Regions from separate parts of the Mus musculus genome. Here all the other regions are linked to region 1. A link is a contact called in public HiChIP or PLAC-seq and promoter capture Hi-C data. All regions are on one chromosome and are shown on one strand. The core of a region is the stretch at or near the end of the contact, and the rest is flanking DNA. Distances in the headings are between cores, read along the strand shown. Region 1 holds the start of Sh3pxd2a (SH3 and PX domains 2A). Region 2 overlaps Neurl1a (neuralized E3 ubiquitin protein ligase 1A). Region 3 overlaps Neurl1a (neuralized E3 ubiquitin protein ligase 1A). Region 4 overlaps Sh3pxd2a (SH3 and PX domains 2A). Region 5 overlaps Sh3pxd2a (SH3 and PX domains 2A). Region 6 overlaps Sh3pxd2a (SH3 and PX domains 2A).

What was found. Promoter capture Hi-C pulls out the DNA fragments that hold promoters and counts their contacts. HiChIP or PLAC-seq counts read pairs in DNA pulled down with a chosen protein or histone mark.
Region 2: a contact with region 1 is called in a FOXA1 HiChIP or PLAC-seq map of pancreatic cancer cells. The contact joins the enhancer-like site here to the promoter of Sh3pxd2a in region 1. A contact is called at or near these places in 2 of 39 promoter capture datasets (the C10 cell line and liver) and 3 of 115 datasets of contacts at active chromatin or transcription factors (bone marrow-derived macrophages, microglia and pancreatic cancer cells).
Region 3: a contact with region 1 is called in a promoter capture Hi-C map of liver, with 2.2 times the contacts expected there. The contact joins the enhancer-like site here to the promoter of Sh3pxd2a in region 1. A contact is called at or near these places in 5 of 39 promoter capture datasets (the 3T3-L1 cell line, cranial neural crest, embryonic stem cells and 1 more) and 3 of 115 datasets of contacts at active chromatin or transcription factors (embryonic stem cells, extraembryonic endoderm stem cells and pancreatic cancer cells).
Region 4: a contact with region 1 is called in a promoter capture Hi-C map of liver. The contact joins the enhancer-like site here to the promoter of Sh3pxd2a in region 1. A contact is called at or near these places in 9 of 39 promoter capture datasets (the 3T3-L1 cell line, the C10 cell line, the HPC-7 cell line and 4 more), 5 of 484 Hi-C or Micro-C datasets (the AML12 cell line, B cells, bone marrow-derived macrophages and 2 more), 3 of 115 datasets of contacts at active chromatin or transcription factors (embryonic fibroblasts and embryonic stem cells) and 1 of 9 other capture datasets (embryonic stem cells).
Region 5: a contact with region 1 is called in a promoter capture Hi-C map of liver. The contact joins the enhancer-like site here to the promoter of Sh3pxd2a in region 1. A contact is called at or near these places in 3 of 39 promoter capture datasets (embryonic stem cells and liver), 1 of 484 Hi-C or Micro-C datasets (liver), 4 of 115 datasets of contacts at active chromatin or transcription factors (double positive thymocytes, embryonic stem cells and pancreatic cancer cells) and 2 of 9 other capture datasets (adipose tissue and liver).
Region 6: a contact with region 1 is called in an H3K27ac HiChIP or PLAC-seq map of embryonic stem cells, with 7 read pairs. The contact joins the enhancer-like site here to the promoter of Sh3pxd2a in region 1. A contact is called at or near these places in 12 of 39 promoter capture datasets (the C10 cell line, cranial neural crest, embryonic stem cells and 7 more), 2 of 15 datasets of contacts at CTCF or cohesin (the NIH/3T3 cell line and embryonic stem cells), 6 of 484 Hi-C or Micro-C datasets (B cells, the C2C12 cell line, bone marrow-derived macrophages and 3 more), 17 of 115 datasets of contacts at active chromatin or transcription factors (the 230-238 cell line, bone marrow-derived macrophages, craniofacial prominence and 10 more) and 4 of 9 other capture datasets (adipose tissue, liver, macrophages and 1 more).

Annotation. Positions count from the first base shown.
Region 1 is chr19:47,462,460-47,466,937 of GRCm38.p6, forward strand. It overlaps Sh3pxd2a (SH3 and PX domains 2A), which reads right to left and starts at 1,952. Exons shown (of 15, transcript NM_008018.4): 1 at 1,605-1,952. The coding sequence starts at 1,676.
Region 2 is chr19:47,219,320-47,223,797 of GRCm38.p6, forward strand. The region is part of intron 1 of Neurl1a (neuralized E3 ubiquitin protein ligase 1A); the gene reads left to right. Among named protein-coding and RNA genes, the nearest start is that of Gm36693, 19 kb to the left of the region's middle. Within about 2 kb of position 1,897, at least 50 of the 459 cell types and tissues checked have an H3K27ac peak or open chromatin away from gene starts, as enhancers often do. A contact at or near this core is called in bone marrow-derived macrophages and pancreatic cancer cells, where this site is marked.
Region 3 is chr19:47,245,352-47,249,829 of GRCm38.p6, forward strand. All of the region lies in intron 3 of Neurl1a (neuralized E3 ubiquitin protein ligase 1A), which reads left to right. Among named protein-coding and RNA genes, the nearest start is that of Mir6995, 26 kb to the right of the region's middle. Within about 2 kb of position 2,615, at least 17 of the 459 cell types and tissues checked have an H3K27ac peak or open chromatin away from gene starts, as enhancers often do. A contact at or near this core is called in liver, where this site is marked.
Region 4 is chr19:47,277,614-47,282,091 of GRCm38.p6, forward strand. It overlaps Sh3pxd2a (SH3 and PX domains 2A), which reads right to left. Exons shown (of 15, transcript NM_008018.4): 11 at 700-817. Among named protein-coding and RNA genes, the nearest start is that of Mir6995, 6.3 kb to the left of the region's middle. Within about 2 kb of position 2,733, at least 116 of the 459 cell types and tissues checked have an H3K27ac peak or open chromatin away from gene starts, as enhancers often do. A contact at or near this core is called in embryonic fibroblasts and liver, where this site is marked.
Region 5 is chr19:47,303,720-47,308,197 of GRCm38.p6, forward strand. All of the region lies in intron 8 of Sh3pxd2a (SH3 and PX domains 2A), which reads right to left. Among named protein-coding and RNA genes, the nearest start is that of Gm29834, 19 kb to the left of the region's middle. Within about 2 kb of position 2,627, at least 11 of the 459 cell types and tissues checked have an H3K27ac peak or open chromatin away from gene starts, as enhancers often do. A contact at or near this core is called in adipose tissue and liver, where this site is marked.
Region 6 is chr19:47,328,127-47,332,604 of GRCm38.p6, forward strand. The region is part of intron 6 of Sh3pxd2a (SH3 and PX domains 2A); the gene reads right to left. Among named protein-coding and RNA genes, the nearest start is that of Gm29834, 44 kb to the left of the region's middle. Within about 2 kb of position 2,680, at least 223 of the 459 cell types and tissues checked have an H3K27ac peak or open chromatin away from gene starts, as enhancers often do. A contact at or near this core is called in B cells, the C2C12 cell line, the NIH/3T3 cell line and 10 more, where this site is marked.

The sequences.
Region 1 (4,478 bases), core at 702-3,201:
GACAGCCTGCAGTGCCCCTCAAAGTTGTCAAGATGGTTGGCAGCATACATAACCCAGAGATGTACAAATGGATACCTGTCCTTAGAGCAGAGTGGCCACCTGCTGATCGAAGCCCTCCAACCACACACACTCTCTTCTCTTCTCTTCTCTTCTCTTCTCTTCTCTTCTTTCTTTCTCCCTCTCCGTCTCTCCGTCTCTCTCTCTCTCTCTCTCTCTCTCTCTCTCTCTCTCTCTCTCTCTCTCTCTCTCTCCAAACTCGCTAGTCAAGGGCTCTCCTACTTAGCTGCCTCCACAGCTCCTGGAGGAAATCTGGGATTTTTTGTTTTGTTTTTGCAACGGCTGTAGAGGCTTTCGACACTAGACTACACAATTGGAAAGGATCTCTGACTGTGTCAGGGAATGCCCCCCACAGATCCGTCTCTCCGGTCTGACCACTCTTACCTTCTTCCCAACCTGAGTCCAGCCCCACTAGTCAACTGCAGAGAACTCTGCCTTCAAGTCTGCTGTGATCCTGACAGAAAGAGTAGCCTCCGGCTGGTATTACACCACCAGCCCCAGCCTCCTTCCAACAGTGAAATAGAAGGCACTTTGGAGACTAATGTGCAATCTAGGGCAGCCACCAACAGCCCGTTTTAATTGTTAAAATTAATGCTTTGAGCATTCTAAATACGCCTTTAAATGCCTAATTTGCAAATAAGAGGCTGCCCTTACTGTCTCCATGTTTTCTGTGTTTTGGGTTCTTTACTGTGAGTCTCTTCTATCTCCAGGAGCAGAGCTCGGCAAGTCATCCTAAAGCAACAAGGACACAATGTTTACTTCCAAAGGTGTAAAGGACTGGGAGACAGGACCGGCTGAGATGAAAGAGTACTGTCACACACTCTGAAGCCCAGCTGGTCAACCTTAGCCTCTTCTCATTAAGTTTGGGTAAAGAAGGGGGAGGGGCGGCGGGCCAGTCAACCGTGCCTCGGAGACCACAGACCACATTTGCCTACTCGTGTCTGGAGTCAGAGCATCACTTACACGAGGAAATGACCCCAGCGAAGGGTCACGTCCAGAGGAGGGATAAAAGGAAAAGCCACAATTCTCCTCACACCGCGGAACACAATGGTTTTAAGAAGGAAATCAAAGCTTGAAACGAAGAGTGGAGGGGGCAGGGGGCAAAGCGCTTCCTCTGTCCCCAGCCGGTGCAGGCAGAACAGCAAACGTGGAAAGCAGAAAGAGAAGTGTGGGTCTCCGGTCAAAGCAACGGAAAGCATTCCGGGCCGAATGAGCGTGAGTGCCCGGCTCCCCTAGGGAGCGCGGCAAAGATGCTCCTTCCCAAAGGAACTAAATGCTCTGCAAGGGGCTGACGAAAGCTTCCCCCACCAACCATCCTAGCAGCGGGCGGACACATGACTTCACCGTTGTAACAGACAAGGGCAGCCACTTGCCAATTGCAATGCCAAAAAAAGAAACCCGGGACAGGGGAGTGGAAGAAGGGCAGAAAAGGCTTCCCTAGAGATCACAGCCCTGCGAACAAACTCTGGAGTCAAAGGCTGCCCCTGGGGGCGTGAATCTCCGGGACTGGCCAGCCCCCCGCCGGGGTCGGTGGAAGCAGTACTCACATAGTGTTTAGAGGGGCTCCTCCGCTTCTCCACGTCCACCACGGTGGCATCTTGCACGCAGTAGGCGAGCATCGTCCCCACAAAGCGAGTGGCGCCCCCCGGCGGCGTCACCTTCTCATCCCGGCCGGGTTCCGGCTCCTTCTCCGGTTGCCCCGGTTCCTGCAGTTACACGCCACCCCTGCCCCACGCGCTACTCGCCGCCGAGGCTCCGGGCGCCTACAGCTGAGGCTCCGGGGCAGGCGACTGTCCCGGAGGGCACGAGGGCTCCGTGCGTCCCAGGCTGCTCCCGTGGGCCTGCCGCGCGCCCCTTCCCTCCCGCGCCGCCGCGCTCCGCTCGCCTGCCCGCTCTCTCTGCCGCTCGGTGGGGCCGGCGGGAACTGGCGGCGCAGAGGAGGGCTGGGGGTGTGTCCCGCCAGCGAGGGCACGGGGCGGGGGCCGGGCCTGCTGTCAGCGCGCCGGGGAGGGGCCGGCGGCGCCCCTGGGCCGCGCTCGGGCTCCTGGGGGCTCGGCGCTGGCCGGCGCTGTGGGCGCAGGAGGCGGAGGCAGGGCGAGCAGGGAAGGGAGGGGAGGGGAAGGGAGGGGAGCGCGGCGAGGGGAAGCGCGGGGAGGGGCTCCGGGCCGGGGGAGGGGCTCGGACGGACGGCGAGGGGCTCAGCCCTGCGAGGCCTGGAAGGGCTACTCTACCCAGTCCCCAAACTCAGGGTAGCTTTGGAGAAAGGAGGCTCAGCGAAAGTGAGCCCAGCGCGCCCCCATCCTGGCTTTCGGTCTCCCAGAGGATCTGTGACCACCTTTCTGTCCCTTGTACCACTGCCATCTCCCCAGATCTCTTTAAGGAAAAGTAGTTTATTACAGCCTGTTACTGCCTACAGCTCCCTCCAAGAGAAGACCCGGACGGGAGAAGAGAGCAGCATTAAATCTTTCAAGCCAGCCTTCTTTTGATGAACCACCTGCCCCCCTGCAGGTCACCACGGGTGAATTCTCCCCGGAAATGGGATCTATTGATCTGCTGCTGCCTCCATCATCGATCAGTGCCTGTGTAACTAACCTGCGACAACATTTCCCAATGACAAGGTTACAGACACCACTTTAGCCTTAAGTCCGGGCTCCCCCGGGACTCTCCCAGGGCTGGCAACCGGCGGAGGAGCACACAATGGTGGGAAAAATCCACTGGGTTGGGAACCAGATCGTCTTTAGCTCCAGGCTCAGGCTTCCTCGCCATCACTCCTTCTAGTCTGGAAAGCTGACTTTCCAAGTCGCTTGCCCATCTCTGGTCTTGGAGCTCAACTTTACTTTAATTCAACTTAACACACACACACCGATTTCATCTTTTTTTTCCTGTTCTACTTTCAAATATTTAACGGAGTAGGTGTTTTCAAAACGAATCCAATTGTTTCACAATACAGTAATGTTTTGTGTTTTGTGCTTGCGTCTAGTGGAAAGCATCCGAAATGTGGGCAAAGGATTTAGTGACTTTTTTCCCCCTTGTCAGAAGCCCTGGGCCACTCTGAGACTTCTGCATTTTCTTCAGGAAGAGCACTGGCGGAGGGGGCTGGAGAAAAGACAGCTCTGAGTCCAGTTCCCCAATGATTCACAACCACCCATAACTCACGGGATCAGACGCCCTCTTCTGACCTCTTTGGGCACCCAGCGTGGTGCACATACATACACGCAGGCAAAACACTTATACACATAAAAGTTTAAAGAGTGCCGGTGAGCACACATGACTACCAGAGTTTAGATTCCTCAGTACTAAGGTAAAAGCCAGGTGTGGCCACGAGCCTGTGACCTTAGCACTATATGGGACAGAGTTAGGACGAGGATTCCAGGTCTTGATGGCCAGCCAGCTAGCTCAGAAACAATAAGTTGTGGGTTCAGTGAGAGATCCTGTCTCAAGGAATAAGGTGGATATCAGACATCTTGCACTAAAGGATACACATACACATGGACATAGACACATACACACCTAAACACTCACAAACTGGATGGATGCAAGAGTATTGACACCAGACACAGGGTTTCTCTACCTCAAAGACAGTTGCAGTGCTGATGGAAGGCAAGAAGGCACTCCCCCGGGGCAGGGGTATTTGGTTAACAGGGAATGTCAGAGCTGAGCCTGACTTCCTGAACAAGGCTTGCTCACCCAGGATATATGCTCAGCCCTGAGCTGCTTGCCGAAGGATGCCAGTCCAGCCCCAAGTCATCTTTGATACTTCATCAGCATTTATCAACAAGGCAGGGAATAAATGATAAGACTTGCTTACACAAACTTGAGATGGGAGATTCTTTTTATTATTTATTTTTATTATTTATTTATTTATTTTGGTTTTTCAAGACAGGGTTTCTCTCTGTAGCCCTGGCTGTCCTGGAACTCATGCTGTAGATCAGGCTGGCCTCAAACTCAGAAATCTGCCTGCCTCTACCTCCCAAATGCTGGGATTAAAGGTGTGTGCCACCACTGCGCAGTGAGAGAGGCGATTCTCCACCTAAGCATTTCAATGCTATGTCAGGATGGAAACTTAGATATGAGGGCCGAAAAATCAACATTCAAATAACACAGGATAACCTTTCCATGGTGCACAAAAACATCATACTTCCAGCTCGGTCTCTCCCTACCCTCAACTGAAGCATTTCTGCCCCCTTGACTCCTGCTGCCTGCCCCCCCACCCCCAGTAAGACAGTGTATGGAGCACCGTGCCGATCTTTCTAGTCAGTCCCCTTCTAGACATATTCAATGACGGTGGATAACTGCTCTGCAGAATAAGGTCTTAAATAGAGATGTGCAAATCTGAGTGAAATTTTGGGGCTCCCTCCAGACCAAAGTGACGTTGACTCTGTTAATTCCAACAGCTGGCCAGGGCAACATCTGCCTTCCAG
Region 2 (4,478 bases), core at 647-3,146, 240 kb before region 1:
TGGGTATGGAGACAGGGAGGGTAGCCTCCAGGAAGCTGGAGAGGAGAGAGATGAGTCAGTGCCAGGACTGTACACCACCAATCACAGCTTCACCTCTCTTCTGCTCTTGGTTTTCTTCTCGCTTGTATAAAATACTCTTGGCAGAACCATGAGTACCAACCACCATGTTAGAGACTGAGCAGCCATGTTGCTCCAAGAATGGGAAAGTCCCTGCTGGGCTAGCCTGTCTTGGATGGGCAGGGCTCATGGCTCACGTTCGTGAAATACTTTGGTGGGAGGGTGGATATCCTGGGAATGAAGCCAGATCCATGGGTTGGGGTCAGTTTAGAGAGTTCTGAATGCTTCCCAGAGGGAACCAAGCTTCTCCCGAGGTGCTCAGAAACCACCAGAAGCTCTGATAGACAGAAAGGCCAACCTGTCAACCCTACGAAGGCAGCAAAAGTGCCAGTAAGTGTTCCGGTCAGGATGATGTGGAGGGAGCTCTGGGTGGAGTTCAAGGATGGGAGGAGTTGACTTGTAGCTCTTTAGAGCTGAGTCATTATTCTGAGGCCACACAGCAGAGGCAAGTGCTTGGGTGATGATGTCAGCTGATGTGTATCTTTGGGGGTGGTGGTGGTGGGGAGACAAGGTTTCTTTGTATAGCCCTGGCTGTTCTGGGACTCTCTTGTGGTTCCGACTGGCTTCAAACCCAAAGATCTGCCTGTCTCTGCCTCCTGAGTGCTGGGATTAAAGGCTGTGCCATCATGCCTGGCTCAGAGTTCTGTCTTAATCTTAGTGTAGCTGCTTCGTACCTGTGTAACCTGCACCTTCCGTGTCCCCAAGCCCTCAGTGTCCTCACTGAGGATGCTACGTTCCCAGTAATGGCCTCTCCTTCTGGGGTCCAGGGCAGGTATTTAAAGATGACAGTGGCAGATGTAATTTTCTTAGTTTATGTATTGGTTGTCTTATTGCTGTGACAGAAGGTAACCTAAGGAGGGAACAGTTTATTCCGGTTTATAATTCTAAATTGTAACTGTTGCAAGGGTTGCTGTCTCTCAGGCCAGTGAAGTGAGGTGAGAGGAGCAAAGGGGTAGTTGGATTTGTATCAACACATTGCATCACATTATATCCACATTGCATCACATTGTATCCACATTGTATCACATTGTATCACATTGTATCCACAGTCAGGACACAGAGACAAATGTGCTCAGCTTGCTTTCTGAGTTTTAACAAATCTGAGACCCCAGCCTGTGGAGTGGTACCGCCCTATTTGGAATGGGTCTTCTCACCACCACAACTAATCTAATCTGGAAAATCTCTCATAAACAGGCCCAAAGATTTGTTTCTACGGGGACTCTAAATCCTGTTAAGTTGACAACAAAAGTTAGCCACCAGGGGTATTCACTTATCTTGATTCCTGTTTTATTTTTATTTGAGGGCAGGTACTAGGGGGCATAGGAGCCCTTCAGGAGAGCCTCCACGGGATGGGGAGGGGGAAGGCCAAAGTGTCTGGGCAGATGGACATGAGTTCAAAGCCGAGTCTCTGCTGTTTCTCATTCTGTGCCTGTGATTCCTCATTGGTAAGATGGGGACATGGTAGGGCCTTTATGTAGTGTTATGACGGAGGCTCATCTAGACCACACTTCCTGGGCCTTCCAGGCTGTTCTGGGCTCGCTGTATTGGGGCCTCATCTCTTCTTCCTGTTGCTCTGGCAGGTAGGCATTTTCCTTCCCAGCCCATTTTTTAGAAGAAAGAATAGATACCTGAGGTTTGATACTAGGTAGTCAGAAATGCTCAGGAGCCCAGTCTCAGCACCTCCTCTCCTCTGAGTCATTCCCCAACCCCCCCACCACAGACTCCTCAGTGTGTTGCAGCAACTATTGGAGTCACTAGACTGCTGGTATTTAACTGTCAGTGGCTTTCCTGGGAGTGTATAATCCTAGAGTCATCCAGCTCTTGTTGGTCCTGGGCCATCACGATGTTGTACTTGCTGATGCCCATTGTCTGAGGGAGAGAGTTGGAGAAAGAGATGATGCAGGATACAGGAGCAAGTCGGGGGCGGTGGGGGGGGGGAGGCGCTGGCTCAGCTGGCTCTGAGCTCTGCTGCAAATGAGACCATGGAGGGACAAGAAGGACAGAGCCAGAGGTGCAGGCAGCTTGAAGAAAGGCACACAGCTACAGGAGCCCCAGGGGGTATCCTCAGATTTGTGTGTATGCGTGTATATAGAGCTTGTGACTGTATGGGGAGAGGGATGGGGAAGGGTCCTCCCTGCAAAGGAGGTCTTTATCCTCCCAGCATCAGCTGCCAGTTTTGCTTATAATCCAGCAGGCCAGCAGGGATCAGTCAGGTGCAGGTCCCGCACGAGGTTTTTTTCTGGCACATATGTCCTGTCTCCTGTATCACTCTGGTGTCCTCCCGCTCTCCCCCACCCACCATGAAAGTCTCATTGTCTTCCATTCCTTACCTTAACCAGAAAGGTTATGGTGTATCCAGATCTTATGGACTCCAACTGATGATTTATCATTTGTGACAAGAGACAAGGGCTGCCTTCCAGTTTTAAAATTCACTCCACTCTGACCAGACCCAGAGCACCGACCAGGTGACAAGGGACAATGCTTAATCTCCTTTCTTAGCTGAACTGGCTGCTAGCCAGCCCTCTGACATGGCATTTGCATTTATAGCAGGTGTGTAAAAGCACACATGCAAAGCGTAGAGCCTTGCCTGGTGAGGCATGTGTAGAGCTGAGTACATGTTGGTGACAGGAGATGGTGCTTCCTGAAGCTGGTTCCCCATCTCTCCCTGGAGGAACATGGTCTGTATTCATACCCGGCATCCCAGGTCACTCCTTTCCCTGGGTGGGGTAGATCCTTAAGCTCCCCCTGCATTCCTGACAGTGGTCAGGCATCTTGCCTTGCAGACATTGTGTCTCTTGCTTCTCATGAGCACTACCGCCCTGTCTTGTCCCTATTATAGGAGTGACCACAGAACCTCAGAGACGGTCGGTGCTTCGCCCTGTCACATGATGGCAGAGCCAACTTGTATGGCCCCTAGGCTGGAGCTCCCAATCTCCACATGGTAGGGGTGGGTCCATCCATCCGCCATTCCTGGACAGTCACAAAGATGGGGGTTCAGTGCCTGTGGCTTCCAGCTGACATGTGCTTTCCTGGGAACAGGGATCCGGGTACCTCCATGTTCGGGTCTTTTCTGCTTGGAATGAATGGTGAACCCTCTGTTTCATCCAGGGCAGCTGGGGAGTGTGAGCAGGTGTGTTTGTGTCTAGGAGGGTCTCAGAGGGTGCTGCTGGCAGTGAGCCTGAGGCTGGTGGGAGCTGGGAAGGGCACCCAACACCAGGTTGTTTGCTCAGATTCTCTTTCAGTCTCCACCCCCGCACTGCACCTGTTGTGTTCCCATCATCCTGGCTGGGCAGCTGGCAGCTGTCACTGCTCAGGGCACCTGTCCCAGAGGACACCCTCTGGTCTCCATGGCTCTGGTTTCTCTGCACTATGCAGCTCTTTTAGTCTGTGCCCCTGCTTCATCTCCGTCATTCTCTTTCAGACTCCAGCTAGTGACCTGTGTTTTTCTTGGGTCCAGATATAGCTGGAGTTTGGGGGCGGTCTTCCGGGCTCCTCATTCTCCAGGCCCAGCCTAATCGGTCAGGGTAGGGAGGATGGTCCTGGCAGGTCGGCATTAAGCCCTAAATACCAGATGACTCATCACCTCAATCAAATTATCCTTTGTTCTTGACGGAAAACAAACCAAAACAAAACCTCAAACACGATAGATAACATAAGGAGCTGCCTTCCATCTCCTCCCCACCGCCTCTCTCTGACTTCTCCACATGCCAGCCATTTCCCCAGTCTCATGAATGAGAACGTATTTACCCTTCCTTCAGCCAGTTTAGGCTGTTACCTGAACACTGGGTTTGCCTATAGGCTACTCTGAGTCTAGTCACAGAAGACATCAGCCCTGAGTCCAAGTTCTCACCCAGCAATGCCTTGGGAAAGCCCACGCTCTGCTGGGCCTTGCTTGCTGCTCCTGTGAGGTGGACTCAGGACTCCTCTGCCTGCCTCAGGACAGGGCTGGGCCCACCGTTCTCTGGAGGCACTTTCCCCTCAGCCTGAGCTGCTGCCTGGGAATTGGTCGTTTTCACTGCAGTGTTTCCAAGGGCTCTGCCTTTGACTTTCAGCTCTGAGAAGGCGGATTTAGACAGAAGGGGAGATGCCAGGCCGTGGGAAGCGTGGATGAGAGAGGATGAGGTGAAGAAAGAGTTGATCTGGGCACCGCACCATGAGAGCCCATGAGGACAGGGAGACTGGGGACAGGGCGAAGCACACAGACAATAAAGCTGGCCGGGCAGGGTCCTATTTATTTATTTATTTTTGATTTTTTTGTTTTTGTTTTGTTTTTTTTTTAGTTAAACTTATTTTCTCTTTTATCAAAAGTATATTTAATTTTTAAAATTTTACAGTTGTGTTTGAATATGTGTGTTCATACA
Region 3 (4,478 bases), core at 1,365-3,864, 220 kb before region 1:
CAGGGGAGCCCATCCCGGGAGAGGTGTGAAGAAAGGCAGCAGGCTACCTGTGACCATGAGGACTGTGTACAACTGGACACATGGAAAGAGCTTTGTTTTAAGTGGCCCTGTGGTCCCTATGCTACCTGGATATTTAATAGAAACTGTGGCTGACAGTGGAGGAGGGCCAAACACACACTGAGGGGGAATGTAGATTCCCCCAGCCAGTCTGGATATGAGGTTGGTGCAAGCAGACCTGGTGCCACGTTGGAATGGCAGTGGCCAATGCGAGAGGGCTGGAAGTGTGGGCTTACAAGAGTTCAACCCCTCCTGCTTCTCTCCCTGAAGCCTATGTCCAGGCCTGGACGGAGGCTCAGGTGGCATGGCATTGGACCAGATCCTCAGGGACTGCTTACCCAGGGCAGTGGTCCAGCTTACAGTCCTGTACCGAGAGACTCCACAGCCTCTGGAGACGAGGCCCAGGGGCTGCATTGTGTCCCAGGTGTGCTGTCCACAGCTGAGGGCCGCACCGCCATCTCGGGGAAACTGCTGCTTCCCTGGCTAAACCAATGTTTATGTCCAGCCTTAGCTGCTGGGTTCAAGAGGCTAATTGTAGTTTAAGGAGCTTGTGCCAGTTTGGGGATGGGGCAGACCACTGGAGATGCTAATGAGGGTCTCTCTCTCTCTCTCTCTCTCTCTCTCTGACTCTCTAACAACTCTTTCCTTTTCACATAAAAAGAATAGTTCAATCGGGTGAGGCAGTGTACACACACGGGAAGCTGACGTAGGAAGATGAAGTCATGCTCAAATATATATTGAATTTGAAGCCAGCCTGAGCTACAGGAGACCCTATCTCCAATCCAATGTCCCTTCTACCCCCAAGTCTTACTGCTCCTTCTTCAGAGACTCTTCCGGGCATTTTCTTTTTCTTCTCACCTCAAATCTTGCCAATTGTGTCAAGGTCAGGGCACCAAACCCTCCCCTCCTCCACCTGGACGTTAACCCCTCCCCTTTTGTAGGATGATATATCTTCCCCCTGAACACCCGGGGCACGTGCAGGTCTAAGTTGTTTGCATGGTGCACTGTCCTGCTGTCTAAAGTGGCATGCACTCTCTGTGCGCAGGGGAAGGTGTACGTGTTTTGCAGAGAGGTCTAAGGACCTCAAGTGGTAGTGGCTTGTCTGAACCAGGGGCCTAGGCGGCACTGCCTTCCAGCTTCTTTAGTTGTGTGTTCCCTCATAAGTCTGAATGGCCACCTCCAGGTGGTCACTGGGGACCTGTTGTGTCTGGAGCTCAAGGTAGGAAGGATGTTGGGCAGAGGAGGCTACCAGAGTTTCAGCGATATTGGTCCAAGAAAGAGGTAAGGGGAATCCCAGGGCATCTGACTCAGCAGGGAGGGAGGGCAGGTCTGACTGCCTGTGCTCGTCACAGATTTCCAAGGGTTTCATTGGTCTCCTGTCCCAGAGCAGACCAACCTGGGCAGCATGAGATCACATCCAAGGGACTGCCAAATTGAGACTGTCCGTCACCTACAGCAAAGGCAATGCCACACTTCTACCTAGTGTGTCGCCACCTCCAGATGTAGTTCTAAGGCCTTGGTAAGACCTGCACGGGGTGAGAGGGTCATAGTGGAACCTGAGGGAAGGGAGGAGCTGGGTCCTGTCCAACTGGGGACCAGACCCTCATTTCAGAGGCAAGAGAGGCTTCTTTCCAAATTAAGACCTGACCCAGGTGCTTGGGAGCTGTGGGTAATTCCCAACGTCTCTTGCCTTGGACTCTGGATTGCTTGGGCATAATCATACATGCCCCGCTTAGCTCACAGGTATCTGCAGAGGCTCACAGATACAGGAAAGTGTTTATGATGTGAGAAGTAGTTTTATCCACTTTGCCATGTTTGCCACAGTCACCATCACCAAATAGAAAACTCCATGCCAGTCTTTTAGCAGAAAGGAATGCCCCGCAATCTAAGTTTCCTGGGATACGATCTGTGGGTCTCCAGAACCCCAGGACATTTCTAAGATAGTGAAGTGAAGAGGCACAAGGAGACAGGGCCATGGTGCCTCCCTGCCAGATTTCAACCACAGTGTACCACTGGAACAAAGATATCCCTGCCTTCAAAAATGGACCACTTGAAGTGGGTGTCTCCTTTCACACCCGCCCTCCTGGCCATTGGAAGGCTGATGCAGGTGGATTGCTGTAAGTTCCAAGCCACCCTGAGATACGAAATCCTGTCTCAAAAACTAAGAACGCAAAACCAAATTCAACCACACACAAAAAGACAACAACTAAACAAAGTAACAAAAATTTTGAGAGCGGCTACATCAAATGATCCTGGGAGCCTCTGGCTCGGGTGATTCAACCAGGGAGTCTGCCTTCGAGTGATTCTGGAACTGTCTATGCTTCCCTCAGGGGCCTCAGAAATCGTGTTTGTTTTTTCTGGGCAGCCCATCGCTGAGTTTAAAAGGAGAGGGATGGAGGCTAGTGTGGTTTTCAGGGCACTGCCCAGAGGTCCATCTGAGATGTGTACTGCCTCCACGGCTCCTTCCCCTGCCTGGGTCAGACGCAGACCGGCAGGCCCATGTTTATGGAGACAGTCAATGTGCTGGCAGCGCCTTCCAAACAGGGGCTGGCTGCTGCGGCCCCGTGGTTAAAGATTACCCGGTGCTGCGGATGTGAGAATCCAAACAAACAGGAGTCTGGGCTGGTGGTGGCCCAGCTTCAAAAGAGGCCCCCGTGACAGTGTCAAAGCCCTGCCTTGGTTGCCCTACGCAGCTGGCTATGTGTCACAGGGCTGGGTGGTCTCTGAGTGAGAGCTGGCTCGTCACCAGCCCATGTGCCCCATGGCCTGGCTCAGGTTGACTTCTATGAACTTGCCTGCAATATTACACCTCGCAAGCCTTTCACCAGCTGCCTGTCCTGCTGCCGAGGCAAAGTCCTTCCCTGACCCTCTCCGAGACAGAGGATGAACACCTCGGTCAGAGTTGGAGAGCTTTATTCTCAAGGTGACATTTACCTCAAAGACACAAAGGCCACTCCCCCCCCCCCCCCCCCAGGTATGATCTGCCACTCGAAAACCCGAACCAGGAAACCTTTTCCTTTTCAAGGCAGGGTTTCCTGTAGCCCAGGCTGACCTCAGATTCGTTATGTACTTTAGGATGTACCTTGAACTTGACCTTGGACTTCTGATGCTCCTACCCCACCTCTGGATTGCGAGTGTGCACCACCGTGCCTGGCTAGTTAGGTTCTGAATATCAAACCCAGAACTTGCTTTCTAGGTAAGCACCCTACCGATTGAGCTATGTGCCTTTCCCAGGGAGAGTTACCCTTTGAGAGAGTCATATAGATAGGGGCTAGGAAGCTTTTTGAGGTAGTGAGCTTCCTGTCCCCAGGAGCATTCTAGGCAAGGCTGAGTGAAAAGCTGGCTGGGGTCTTACAGGTTGCCTGGTCCCTTACCTCCTCAGTTTCTTTGAGCACCTATTTAATCCGAGATGCTAAGATTGCTGCAACCATGCCTAATTTGGATTCTTCCTTCTCTAAGCCTAAACTAGCTGTCTGCCGATTCCCAAGACACAGGTCCCGGCTGGTCCTCTCCCTTATGGGTCAGTACAGTACATAACCTTGCAGGGCCTGGTTATTGCTGCTCTGGAACAGAACGATTGCCAGGCGGCAGAATTGGCAGGCACCAAAGGGACATGAAGCCCAGTGGCCGAACAGCTCCTTTCAAGGAGCCTGTGTCACCTCTGCCTGCATCGCTAACCCCTCCTGAGCAGGCAGCGTGGCTCCAGCACTCATTATGTAATGTGTTGCTTCCAAACGTGGGGCCACGCCAGGGCTTGTGGTTCCAGGTTGCCTGTGTACTGGAGGAGTCCCAAGGAGTTCTCTCGGATTTGGGGGGCTGCACACAGCTGTGCCCCGTCTCCCATGCTTACCTTACTTTGGGAGCCTTTTGCTGCTTCTGCCCGTGCGGTGGGCGCTCTGTGTCTCAAGTTGCAGCTATTTCGGGGCCTTGCACAGCTGACCTGCTGCTAGGACAATTATTTGGAGCCCTTCTGGCCGCCCACAGCTGCTCCTGCTGAAGGCTGGAGAAGACATTCTTAGGCTGGGCCCAGCCACTCCCAGCTGCTCCTGGGCCTCAGCTCCCAGCTCAACAATACTTCCAATAAGGCTGTTTCCTAGTGCCGTCTCTCTGTCTCCCCCTCTCTCTGTTCACCCTCTCATTCCTTCTCTGTTAGCTTCCATAGTTTAGTTGCTTCTCCTGGGTTTCCAGTCAGTAATTTCATTCAAAGAGTATTTCCTTCGTGGCCACTGTGACCTGTGTGTCTACAGACAGCATGAGCAATATATTTGTGGTGTGTGTGTGTGTGTGTGTGTGTGTGTGTGTGTGTGTGTGTATGTGTGTATGTGTGTGTGTGGTTCTGGGGGTTGAACCCAGAGCCTTGTGCATGCTAGGTATGTGCTTTACCACTGGCCACACCCTTAGGCCAAAATGCTCATATCTGA
Region 4 (4,478 bases), core at 1,483-3,982, 180 kb before region 1:
CTTTTAGCCACTGCTGCATGAGAACTCACACTGATGGATCACAGGGTGTTATGGCGCTGGCCTGTGGAAAGGGACCACGGTGAATCTGAGGCAGCTGTCCCCGTAGCTCACACAGGGGACTGTTTCTGTTAGCTGGGTTGCAAGCAGAGGAGAGAGGAGCTGAGCAGATTCTCTACGGCTGGATTGCTCCAAAGGAACTTTCTGACCACAAATCCACTCTAAGGCAGGTCCAGGGTTGGTAACGGCAGAATGAGACCCACAGACTTTCACTTGCAACACTACTCTAGACACACGCCCAAATGGATCTCTCGGCTGAGAAGAGTGACAAGGCTCCGGGAAAGACACAGAGAAGAAGAGACCTCACTTGGAGCCCAGCCTTGAGTCCAGCCCTGTAGATACAATGGCCCTACACCCACCAGGAACACGGATACCAGAGGTCTGTGTCCGGAGCCTTGACTGCAGGAAAGAAAACTCAGATGTGCTGAACTCTTGGCTGTGCATGGGAAGGGGATCACAGACTGCCTCTGAGCTGAGCCAGCTCCTAGGCCCTACTGGCTGGGGCTCAGCCTCTGCCTTCAGGTCCTAGGAGACAGTCAGTGAGCCAGCCGAGCAGAGCTGGCACGCAGTTGTCTTTGGAATCTACCTGCCCATCAGCTAGCTGCCTTGCATTGAACTCTTGCTCAGGAACCAGGCACCTACCTGATGTACCACCAGCCTTCCAGGTTCTTTCGAATCACCTCCACGGTGACACCCTTCTCGAAGCCGATCTCGTCTTTGCTCTGGCTGGTGTAGGGCTGCACAGTGACATACTTCTCTTCTGTGAGTTGGGGGCGCGAGTGAGAAAGCACAGTTAATCTGAGGCTGTGGGGTAGATCCTTGTCTCCCGTTCCCCTCTGCCCCGGCTGAGCCTCGCTCAGCCTCGTACTAACTCGCCCTGGGCCAGCATTGGCTTCTCCGGAGAAGAGGAAACAGGACTCAGACAGCAGAAGAGGAGTCACTGGGTTAGGGGTTGCTGCTGTTCCCAGGATAAGCCAAAGCTAGGCAGAGTTCTGGGGTGCCAGCAAAGCCTCAGGCAGCGTGAAAGCAGATCCCCCAGACAGGGTGTTGGGGTACCAGTGTTTGGAGGAATCTGCTTCTCGTAGGCTCTAAGTCAAGACATCGAGACCAATGCTAGGTGTATCCTGGATGCCTTGGGAACCCTAGCAGGTCCCTCCTCAGAACACGTCATGTTCCATCTACACTCCACACTCTGGATTCCAGCCCTGCAAACCTCTTAAATTCTCTGTCTGCCTTCCAGATGAAGGCTTCCAGGGATACCTTCACTGAGCAGCTCAGCTCCCTTAACAGCAGACCATGGCATTTACCCTAGAGCGTTCCATGGAGCAAGTTCTACAGGAGTGGTTGTGGGGTTTGTTACGGTGTGTGCGATTGTCAAGGGCCCCACCACAAGCCCCTCCCGCAGAGCCACGTGTTCTATTCCCCCTGTGTGTCTTCAGGTCACCTCTAAGTTTCCCCATAGCACTGGAGTCTTCTTGGAAAGAACTTGGTGGGCAGGCTGAGCAGGAGGCATCCCTAAAGGCCTTTGTTCAGGCTTCCAGTTCTGCTGAGGTCCACTCCTGTCCACATGAAGCCCTATGGTAGACCTGCAACTGACTAGGTGAGGCCACCCATCTCTTATAAGACCGTCCATTGGATGGCCTGGGGCCCAAGGAAGAGCATGGTGCACCCTCCCCCATTGGAAGACGTGGTTAACTGGAGGTGCTCTTGGGAGGACTGTATTGGCTGCTTCCAGGAGGTCACAATGGTACCCAGCACACAACAGTAGGGACGGTTACAGTTGAACCCTGGACTCTCTCCATGAGGAAAGCAGGGATAAGCAGGGACTGAGGGAGGAGCTTGCTTGGGAGCTCAAAATAGCAGGAGTCTGGCCTCAAAGCCGCCTCCTGCTCCTGGCTCCCAGCTGGACCTTGTTGGACAGCCTGCCTCAACCTCTGGGTCGCTGTGGGGGTTTAGGAGAGAGCTACTGTATCAAAACCCTGCTCATTTTCCCGTGCATCATTGGGGTGCTGTCTGTAGCCCTCTCCTGGGGATTAGCATCTCCCTCTGATAAAGGCCACTGTCCTGCCAGGTTGTAGGGTGGACCCAATGGACCACAGGCCATGCTTGAAAAACTGCCCCAAAGCAAAAGGTGGGTGAGGGCACGGGAGGCTGCACAGCTCTCAGACTCTCTTACCACAGGCCTTTCTCAGCAGCAGCTAAGGAGAGCTCTGCTTGGAGCCTGCAGATTCCATCCCGGCCCTGCCCAGGAGTGCTGCCAACACTGCCTGAGAACCTACCCCGCCAGATTCTGACTAGGGCCCTGGAGAAGTTCCATAGGCTCCAGGCCAACGCTCTACTCTCCTGCCTGCTCCATTTTCCAGTGGGGCACGGTAAACCCTGGCCTAGGCAGTGGCTATCGGGACAGTGCCAGGTCTGGGAATCCAGGGCCCGAGGTCCAGGCGAGGCGAGGCGAGGCCTGGGCTCCACATTTTGCCTTTGTTCGGCCAGGCTATTTTTAAAAGCCTGTGGTTCGAGCAGGAAGCGATCAGGAAAGTTTTCCTAGGCAAGGTTGCTTTTGAAGAGAAAAATGACAGCCCTTCTTAGGGGAAGATTAGAGGAGCCCTGCCCTGTTCCATGGCTGAGAACAGGACCCTGACCATGTGTTCAGCCTTGTGGATGCCAAGCCTGGCCACAGCAGCCTTTTAAGTGTGTGTGGTGACAGAGTCCATGGCCAGCCACTTGGGGCAGGGTACACAACCATGGACATTGGTTCTGGCGAGTGAAGCTGGTTGCAAAAGACCCCATACTTGAGGCACTGGGAATATCATGGCCTCCCAGTTAAAATGCTAATCAGCAGAGAGGCGATCACTGTGGGATTCCAGAGGAAAGCTCAGTCCTGCTTCCTAACAGGGCAAGACAGACCATCTCTCCTTAAATGTCTCTTTGGACTGATGGTTTTCAGCTCTGGCTGGGGAGACAGAGATGTCTACCTCAGGTTGACACAGGTGACTTGGGTCTTGGGCCACTCATCTTATAAGTGAGCTGTCCTCCTTACAGAGACCAGTCCCTACTTCTGGTCCTGGCCATAGACTCTATGGTCAAGGGGAATTGTCTAGAGAAGAGAACGTTCAGACACGTGTAAAATGGTCTCTATAGGTAGCTAGTCTGCAGTTGGGTTGGGTCTCTGGAAGAGACACCCCTTTAAGAGACAAGGCCGCGGGAAGAGTGAGGTGGCTAAGGTCTGGTCAGGGCTCCTGTGTTCTGTGATCATACTATGCACAGATGATGGCAGGCTTACCCTGCTGAGTGAAGGCTGGCCAGGAGGCCGGCAGGCGGGGATGTGGGGGAGGTGGACAGCCTGTCCCAGTTGGGGAGGCAGGGGCTGGAAGCCCTGCAGTTTCCAAACCGCAGAAGCCTCCTCTTTCCAAACACTTTCCCCTCTGTCAGCAGTCTCTCTGTTCCCCTTCCGGCCTCTCCAACCCCTCCAACCCCTCCACAGAGAGGCCTCCGGTTCCAGAGGCCTGGCCAGCTGAGGGACAGGGATCGGAGGTCCCGGAAGCTCTGACTTTTCTTTTACTCATGGCCCCTGTTGGGTTTCCAGCTGCTGCTCGCTGTGGGGGCGCATGCCAGCCAGCTCTCCATGAGCTCTCTTTAGCTGCCTGATATAACTGAATACAGTTCATAGGGCTGGGGCCGGGAAGTGTGTGATAATGAAGTGAGGCTGTGGCTTGTCTTTGTTCAAGTACAGGTGACTGCAGACTTAGAATTACGTAGGGGTCTGCATGTACTATTTTGTCTGATTCTACCACGCCTTCATAGTATGGAAGGTCATGTACGCGTGTCAATTGTGGGAATTGCGGCTATATGCTGATGTGTCGGGGAGAGTTTAGTTGTACGAGAAATCCATCCGTGACTATAGCACTCAGCTGCGTGTAGCAGAGCTTGTTAGATGGCACTTCTGGAATCACTGTCTCTGAGTGGCGCACGGCTAGGGTGGTGGTTGGATATGGCTATGATGCAGTGCTAGCCACACCTGTAGCCGTCAGGCCTTGTGTGGGCCTGTCTCTGGTCTCTGTGTGCATCTGTGTGGTCATGCAGGCAAGAGCATGCCTGGGACTCAGTGAGTGATTGGATGCAGAACAGGCCGAACCTTTGTCCTCCTTATGGGATTTATTTGTCTTTGCCACTAGAGTTGGGGGGCCGGGTTCAACCCTACCCTCTTGGCAGAGTGGTCCCCTATGCCTCACTTTCGGGTGGCCTTTGTTGGCAGTGTGGCCTGATGCTGCTTCTCCAACTCAGGCCCCCTGCATCAGCCCCCAGGGTCCACACTAAGCCCTGCCTCTGGACAAGCTAGGTTCTTTATGGCCAACACTGAGTCAGCCATTGGCTGGGGCCACCCTGGAGTGCAGACGTTCTATAGCCCGATTCTTAGGGGAGGC
Region 5 (4,478 bases), core at 1,377-3,876, 160 kb before region 1:
ATACCAAATGGTATGGCGCTGGAGGAGAGGGGCTGGATGGTTCTGTTTGGTTACAAGCAGAGAAAGGCAACATGGACTGGAGGTACCTGGACGAGTGCCGGAAAGGCACAGCTCAGGCTATTCCCAAGGCCCTCCAGCCCTACCACTCACATGGGCCAGCCCCTCCTGAAGGACCTTGGGAGCCAAGATGGAAAACGCAAGGCACCTTCTCCACCCTCCTTCAAAGTCTCTCTGATCTGCAGCCCTTGGCCTTTTCCTGCTCCAGAGGAACTGACCCCTGCTTCCTAGCATTTAGGGTATGGGGAAGTCACACAGCAAAGCTTTCTGGGGTTTGCCCTTCCAAAGAAGCAAACTCCAGGCTGCCAGCACTCAGGCTCCTAACCTAGGAGACGATGCTACACAAAGCTCACGTCTGCCTTCCTGGCCGTGCAACCCTGGGGCAAGTTACCTCACTGTCCTGGGTTTCAGTTTCCTCCTTGGAGAGAAAGAACACCAAACTCCACCTTGTCTCTTACCAAGAGGTTTTAAAAACTGCATGCTTTTCTATCCTGTGAAACTTAAAATATTATGATTCAGAAAGAGATGACCTTGGAAAATGCTCAAAATCCCCAGCTAGCTGGCAGGGGCAGGCATATTTCCCCAGGTGGCCTTAACCTCTCCCATGATGATTCCCAGCAGGCACTGGAGAGAACAACAGACAGTCAGACTTCTGGCCACTTAGATTCCAAGACATGTCCAGCCAAAGGTGGCTGTGACCGTCCCAACAGACCAGACCACAGGAGAGGGAGACGCAGGTACCATGCGTCAGTTTTGGATCTAGGCACAGTTCGCTCACTTGACCATTAATCCTTGGCAGACTGACTCTGAGTTTGGCTTTCTGTCACCCCCTGTGGCTCTCCTGGGCCATTCTCCCACAGTCCAGTCCAATAGAAGCTTGAGAGAAACAAATGAATTTTAGCAGGAGCCTGAGAGATGACCGGCTAGGAAGGGAAGAAGATATCACAGGCTGAGCTAGTGAGACTCAAACGACAGTTTCATATCACACATTTCAATCAGAAAGAGATAAACTTGAGCTATAGGAACCAGAAGGTTCCCTCCGCTTTGGGGGATTCAACGGGCTCCCAGCTGGGGAACCCCATGGAACACCGACTCCCACAAGGCTTTTCAGGTCATGTGAGCTAACTGGGTCACCCGAGTCGATCCCCACCTTAAGGCTAGGAGTCTCGGTCAGCGCTGGACACCTAGAGGATGAGGTTATGGAATCTGAAAAGATGCTGATAGGAATGAGGGTGGTTGCCGTGGTCTACCCTCAGCTACCACAATGGTTACTGAAAACCTAAGTGCTGAAGTGTGTGATATCAGTAGCCACGGGGGTAAGCTGGGGAGAGAACAGGGAAGGGGCAAGTTTTCAACCCAAATTCCCTGAGGTTCTGACAAATTACACTCCCCACAAAGTACCCTGCACTTAGCTAAAGCCCATTACGTAAGAGCCGAGGGAGGACACTGGGAAGAGTTTGTCCCTATACTTCTGCTGGGGAGTGGGGGCTGCCACTTCTACCGGGGACAAAGGATCCGGACGTACGTGCGTACTTACGTACGTGCGTACTTACGTGCGTGCGTGTTTTGGGACGTGGGCAGGCTCTCCAGGATTGCCCACTCATAAGCCAGAGTGGGCTGAATCCGAAGAGTCACCTCTGTCTACAGAGACAGCGTCAGGTGAAGGTGACTGGCTGCTCTTCCTGTCCAACCTGAGCAGGTAGGAAGTGCGACCGAGGGAAAGCTCGGCGCTGTGGCCCTGCCCTGTCACCTGGCAGCTGGTTCCTGGCTGGGTACTGACAAACTCTTGGATGCCTTCCTAACACAGCCATGGCTCGTGTAGCTTGAAGGAAGCACTATTTCTAGAGTCTCCTTGTCCCCCACACCTGCTCCTGCTGCTCTGCAAGGTGGGCGCCAAGCTCTCCGCAGCAGGCAGCCCTCCTGCTTAGGGAAGCCTGTGGCTAATTGACATAGGGCTGCCCAACTTTCCACACAGCTTCTGCCTTGAGTGCCTCGTCCCTGCCCACCACCCCACACTGCCCTCTGCCCACTGGAATGTGTTCATTTTCTAAGGATCTTCCAGAAGCGTGCCCTCCCCGCCCCCTAGACCCAGTCTTGACCGGCAGTGCCTCAGCTCTGCACCAGATGACAGAACTTTGATGGTCGGCATGGTGGTGTCCTGGGTGGGATAAGGACAACTGTGCAATTAAGAGCTCCAAAGGAGGTGGCTCTGGCAGGTGCAGTCCTAACATCACTGGCAGTAAGCCCTCTGCTGCTATCTCTGTTTCACAGACCTGCAGAGCTGTTAGAACCACCGAGTATCGTTTACTCTCTGGCCAGGTGGGGAAACTGGCCCAGGACGGTAAAGTGTGCATCACTGTACCAGTCTGGTATGGTTTTGTCTTGAGACAGAATCTCGTATAGCCCAGAGTGGCCTCAAGTAGCCAAGGCTGACCTCGATCTTTGGATCCTCCTGTCTCTACCTCCCAAGTGCTGGGGTTACAGATGTGTGCCATCACGCGTGGTTTATGTGGTACCAGGGGTCAAACCAGGGCTTTGTGCATGTTGGGCCAGCACTGCCATCTTGCATCATTGCAAGCTCCCAGTCCAGGGACCTAGCTGCACTATTATGCACTGGCACTCGCCGTGTCTCTGTCCCTGAACGCGGAGCCCTTTTGAATTAGAGGATTCCAACTTCATAGCAGGGACTGTACGGTTGTCCCCTGTTACATAGGTAAGAGAACTGATGCCTAGAGGATCCAAGAAACTTTCCAAGGGACACAAAGAAATCCAAGTCACAACCAGGCCTATCTGTCTTGAAGCCTGAGATTTTCATTAGAGAGATTTTGCAATCTCAGTTCTAAGATGATCCCTGTCCCACCATGGTTAAAGCTGGACTGACGGGCCTAGGGCTCACTTGCTCAGAGATTTATGCTCTCTGGCCCTTTCTCCTCCAGCCGGCGTCATGAAGTGCACACACTGCATACCAGAGATGGCCTTGGACCAGAATGGACTCAGGAATTGCTGCCTAGGCAAATACAGGAGGGACACACATGCATTTAGGAAGAGACGAACTATCGGAGAGCAAGGCTTTCTGATGCTCCAACAGGGCCTTGTGAGGGCCAGACACTACCTCCAAATGCACCAAATACACACTGACCCAGGGAGCCTCACTCTTACCAGGCTGTGTGGGAGACAGGGATGCTAGTTCATGAATCCGCAAGGCATCTGGCAATAAACTGCCCTTTCTAGAAACAGCCTAGCATGTCTTTACGGCAGTGTCGGCTTCTTAGGCAACACTGCCTGGAGGTCTGGGTCAGCATTTAGGTTGCTCCTCAGTCGAGCAAAGTTTAAGCACAAGACTTAGAAGCTCAACAGAGTCAACTGGAGACAGCAGAAAGCGTATAAAGCTTTGCCAAGTGGGTGAGATGGATCGGTGGGTGGAGCTGCTGGCCACCAAGTCGAACTACATGGGTTTCATCTCCAGGACTGACCCAGTAGGAGAGACCCACCTCCTATGTGTGATCCTCCAAACATCACATGCACGCAATGCCATGAGTGCCCCCTGGTAGCCCCCTACCCCTAAGAAATAAATGTAAGTTAAAAACAAACAAACAAACAAACAAAATTAAAGCTACCCTACCCTCACAATACAGCCCACATCTTAAAAGCTTGAATTCTCATACCAATTAGATACGAACCCTCTGGGTGTATAAGCAATTATCACAGTGCCTGAGACAAAGGAAATATTAAAATAACATGAAATAAACGAATGGGTGTATTAATGAGCACAGTAGCCCTCGCCTTAATGAACAGTCCCTGTTGTACAGATCGCTGCCCTCCTTTTCTTTGGAAAAAGAAAATTGAAGGGCTGGAAAGATGGCCCAGCAGTTAATAGCACTTGCTGCTCTTAGAGAGGACCTGCGTTCAGTTTGCAGCACCCATAGGTCCATCAATAACTCCAGTGCTAGAGAACTGGATGCCCTCTTCTGGCCTCTGCACGCACCAGGTATGTATGTGGTAGACATACATAAATGAAGGCAAATACTGATATACATAAAATTAAATTTTAAAAATCTATAAAAACATTTTTAAGAAGCAAATTGATTCTTGTTCCTAATGCCAGGGTAACTGGATATTCTTTCTTTCTCTCTCTCCCTCCCTCCTTCCTTCCTTTCTTATAGTGCTGGGGGTAAAATCCAGGCTTTGAGCATGTTTCTCTCTCTCTCTTCCTTTCCCTCCCTCCCTCCCTTCTTTCTCTCTCTCTCTCTCTCTCTCTCTCTCTCTTTCTTTCTCGTCCTTCCTTTCTCTCTCTCTCTCTCTCTCTCTCTCTCTCTCTCTCTCTCTCTCTCTCTCTCTCTCTCTTTTGGTTTTTGAGACAGGGTTTCTCTGTGTAGCCCTGGCTGTCCTAGAACTCACTTTGTACACCAGCCTGGCCTCAA
Region 6 (4,478 bases), core at 1,430-3,929, 130 kb before region 1:
ACCCCCACAGCCCCTTGGGTGTGGCCTCCCCCTCAGCTCTCAAGTCCTCACCTTTCCTGGAGCTCGGTTGTTTGTGTGCAGCAGAGAAGAAATAAACTCAAGGCTGAGAATCCCAGCATCCCAGCCCCTCCCTCCACCGGGTGGTCTGCCTTGGTGGTCCACCCCACTCACTGAGAGGTCTCCCTGAGGCTATCTACCCACATCTCTGAGCAGTCCCCACCTAGGGCACTGTGTGTGCTCACACACAGAGAGAAGCAGCCATCCCTGAGCAGCCCCCACCTAGGGCATTGTGTGTGCTCACACACAGAGAGAAGCAGCCATCCCTGAGCAGCCCTCACCTAGGGCATTGTGTGTGCTCACACACACACAGAAGCAGCCATCTCTGAGCAGCCCCCACCTAGGGCACTGTGTGTGCTCACACACAGAGAGAAGCAGCCATCCCTGAGCAGCCCTCACCTAGGGCATTGTGTGTGCTCACACACACAGAGGCAGCACAGAAACAGGCCAGTGACTTCAATAAATCAGTCATCCAGCCACTGCAGGCCTATAGTCCTGGATCCACCCACCCCTTGGCTACTCCTTCAGAAGCCAAAAGGGAGGAGGGAAGGGCTGTAGGGAGGAGTCAAGGGCAGCATGCTCACTCAGGACGGACGTTCCCATCCAGGACAATCCAGAGTAGAACATCCCGTCTCTCACTCAGGACTCTGGCTATCAGATCATCAAAGAATCAACGGCCAGCTATTTAGTGAGCACGGTCCACATGCACTGCCGGGGCCCTTCTGCTGATCCAGCTCCACTGGGTATCCTCAGCACAGGAGGACACACACACACACAGTATGTCCACAGGAGGACACACACACAGTATGTATACCCCACTGAGTGATACTGTCTGCCCTGGAAGCCCCCGGCTTGAGGCAGTCTGGCACCCTTGGCTACCTCCCTGATTCCGTCCAGGCCACCTCTACAGGGTGTCCTTCTTCTACTCTCAGGCTCACTGAGGTAGCCTGGGAGAGGTCAGTCAGGGAGTTCCCCAAAGACCTTACGGTAACAGGGCTCACAGGCTGCAGGGGCCAGGTAAGGGCTCTTCTCTGCACTGAAATTGGGGATACCCATTTCTTAACCCAATATTTTTTAATTGCTTATTTGGAAATTTCCCATAATGCACCCCAATCACATGATCACACTCATTTCCTACTCCTCCCAGGTCCATCCCCTCCACTCTTGTGACCTCCCCAAAACAAAAGAAGAAGAAAAAGTACACTGAGTACTACCCATATTCTTGCAGGAGCATGGTCAAACTCCCAGTGGCCAGCCCCTTAAAGAAAACTGGGTTCCTCCTACCCCTGCCAGAAGGTCCCAACTGTGAAGAGCTACATTTCAGCACCCCACACAATTTTTAAGACTTCTCTTCAATGGCTTCCTGTCTAGACCTTTTTTTTTTTTGGGTGGAGGGAGAAGGGTTGTCACAAAAACCTTTGGTGGAGGACTAGCAGCAGAATATCCATTTTTTTGTTTGTTTGTTTTGTTTTGTTTTTTTGTTTTTTGAGACAGGGTTTCTCTGTGTAGCCCTGGCTGTCCTGGAACTCACTTTGTAGACCAGGCTGGCCTCAAACTCAGAAATCCGCCTGCCTCTGCCTCCCGAGTGCTGGGATTAAAGGCGTGCGCCACCACGCCCGGCTTGCATTTTTTAAAGGTTGGTCTATCTCACCTACCTTTGCCCTGTACTGTTCACTGTTTTAACCACCTCCAGAACACCCGCTAGGATTATAATCTTAGCAAATATTTGGCACATAATAGATGTTGAATAAAAACATGCTAAGCTAGGCTAGATACATATCCTAGTGTTAGAACACTTGTCTAGAATGTATAAAGGCCCTGGGTTCCAATCTTAGCATACACACTCAAAGTGTTGTGTGTCTCCAGTTAGTCTTGAATTTCCTTTTGTCTTAACCCTGACTACGATTCTATCACACTGGAAACACTCAAGTGTCCAGTTTAACCTCAGTGGATGAAAGGGGCAGGAGCCTTCTTTGGTCTTCACTCCATTGGTTTCAAGGGAACCAAGGCTCATTTGATGCCTGTGGCCCTAATCTTAATCTAGCCTAGGGATTATCAACTTGTGGGTTGAGACCCCTTTGGGGGTGTGTGTCACATATCAGAAGTTTATATTACAGTTCATAACAGTAAACAGTAGAAAAATTGCAGCTATGAAGTAGCAATGAAAATAATTTTATGGCTGGGGGGGGGGTCACCACATCATGAGGAACTAAAGGGTCACAGCATAAGGAAGGTTGAGACCGCTGATCTAATCCAAAATTGCCCTCCTGAGCCACGTGCAGGCCTTCTGAGGCTGAGGAAAGTCCTTCACCTTCCTGGGCACCAAAGTACAAAGACGGACCCTCAGGCCCAGCAGAAAATCCCAGAAGACTGCATGGCAAAGCCTTCCAAGGGCTCAAAACAACAGCAACAACAATAACAACAAAGCACCCATAAGCAATATAGCTTTGTGGCATGGTGGATGTTACAGGAGACAGTAGTCTATGAAGGTGCAAAGTGCTCTTGTACAGAGACTGGTGGGATCCAGGCCCAGTCAATCCCCTCCTCCACAGTGTCTGCTAGAGGCCCTGGGCCTCTCCTGACTTGGCCCACCCCTGATCTGCAAGTGTTTAGACAGGTCCCCTGAGCTCACAGACTGCCACGTAAACGGTTGTGCATGCATGCACTTAAGACGCATGCACACATCACGGCTGGGGAAATCCCCACAGCTGGCTCTCTCACGTGACAAAGCTTTATCCAGAAAGCAGCAGCCTAGTTGCCTGCAGGACAGGGGTGGGGTGGGGCTCGAGTTAACCCTTCCATACCACAGCGCAGGCTGAACTTCCCACAGGGAGAATGGAGTGAAGTCCAGGTCTCCGGGATTCTCTCTCAGGCACTGTGATCCTCGCTCACTGGGGACAGACTACTTCTCAGGGCCCCGCCCAGGCTTCCCTGTGCTAGCACAAGGCTGTTCTCTATCCTGTTAGTGTGCTCCCTCATCAACTCTGAGAAGTTCTGCTTCCTGGAGCCTCATCCCCAGAGGGGGGTCACAGGCACAGCCCTAGGGAGCATGTCCCGATGCCAGATGCCTAGGTGGGGTCCTACAGCCAGGAATTCAGCCAGAATTCTTGCCCTCCTTCCATGGGTGTGAACAAATGCCTCTGAGAAACTGCTCCAGGGCCCTCCCGGGTCCTCCTCTAACAAGAAGGCTGGAGGAGGCCCCTGGAACACGTTTTCTCCTGTTCAGACACACTGTATCTATTAGCCGGTGTGATCTGTATCATGTCTCTCACACAGTACTCCCAGATATGGAGAAGCCAGATGCCCAGTTTACTTTCTATGTTTCCTTACTGAGATACCATGTAGCCCAGGCTGGCCTCAAACTCATGACCCAGGCATCCCAGTCCCCCAGATGATAGGATTTTTTTTTAATAGCCCCACCCCTGAAGCCTAGAAACACTATCTCAGTGTAGTCCAGACTAGCCTGAAACTCCCTAAGTAGCCGAGCATGACCCAAACTCCTGATCCTCAAATGCTCAAACTCATGGCCAGTGTGTTGACAAGTTTTTATATCAACTTGACATGAGCTGGGGTCATCTGGGAAAGAGTCTTAATCGAGAAAATATTTGACTGATGATTGATGTAGGAGATTACAGGCCACTGTGGGTGGCGCTAACTCCTACGCAGTAGTCCTGGATGGTATAGGAAAGCAGGCTGGCTGAGCATGAGCAACAAGCCAGTAAGCAGTGTTCTCATGCCCTCTGCTTCAGTTTCTCTGCCTCAGGTTCCTGCCCTGACTTCCCCTAGATGGAGTGTGGCCTGGGAGATGAAAGATGGAACAAACCCTTTCCTTTCTAAGTTGCTTTCTGTCGTGGTGTTTTATCAGCAACATCACTGGACAACTTAGCTAGGGTATGTCTTAAAACATAAAATAAAGTTTTTTTTTTTTTTTTTTTTGGTTTTTTCGAGACAGGGTTTCTCTGTATAGCCCTGGCTATCCTGGAGCTCACTTTGTAGACCAGGCTGGCCTCGAACTCAGAAATCCACCTGCCTCTGCCTCCCGAGTGCTGGGATTAAAGGCGTGCGCCACCACGCCCGGCAAAAATAAAGTTTTTTAAAAAAAGGTGTGTGTGTGTGTGTGTGTGTGTGTGTGTGTGTGTGTAGGGATAAACAGCTCAGTGGTAGACAATTTGTTTAGCATGCATGATGTTTAATCCCCATGTGGTGGGCCCAATGAAAACAGTCCCCCATAAGATCATACATTTGAATGCTTGGTTCCTGTTTGGTGGACCTGTTTGGCAGAGATCAGGAGCTGCGGTCTTGTTGGAGGAGATGTCAGTGGAGACAGGCTCAGGTCTCAACAGCCTCCTACCATCACCAGGGTGCTCTCTGTCTCCTACACACGGATCAAGATGTGAGTTCTCAGCTGGCTGCTCCAGCCA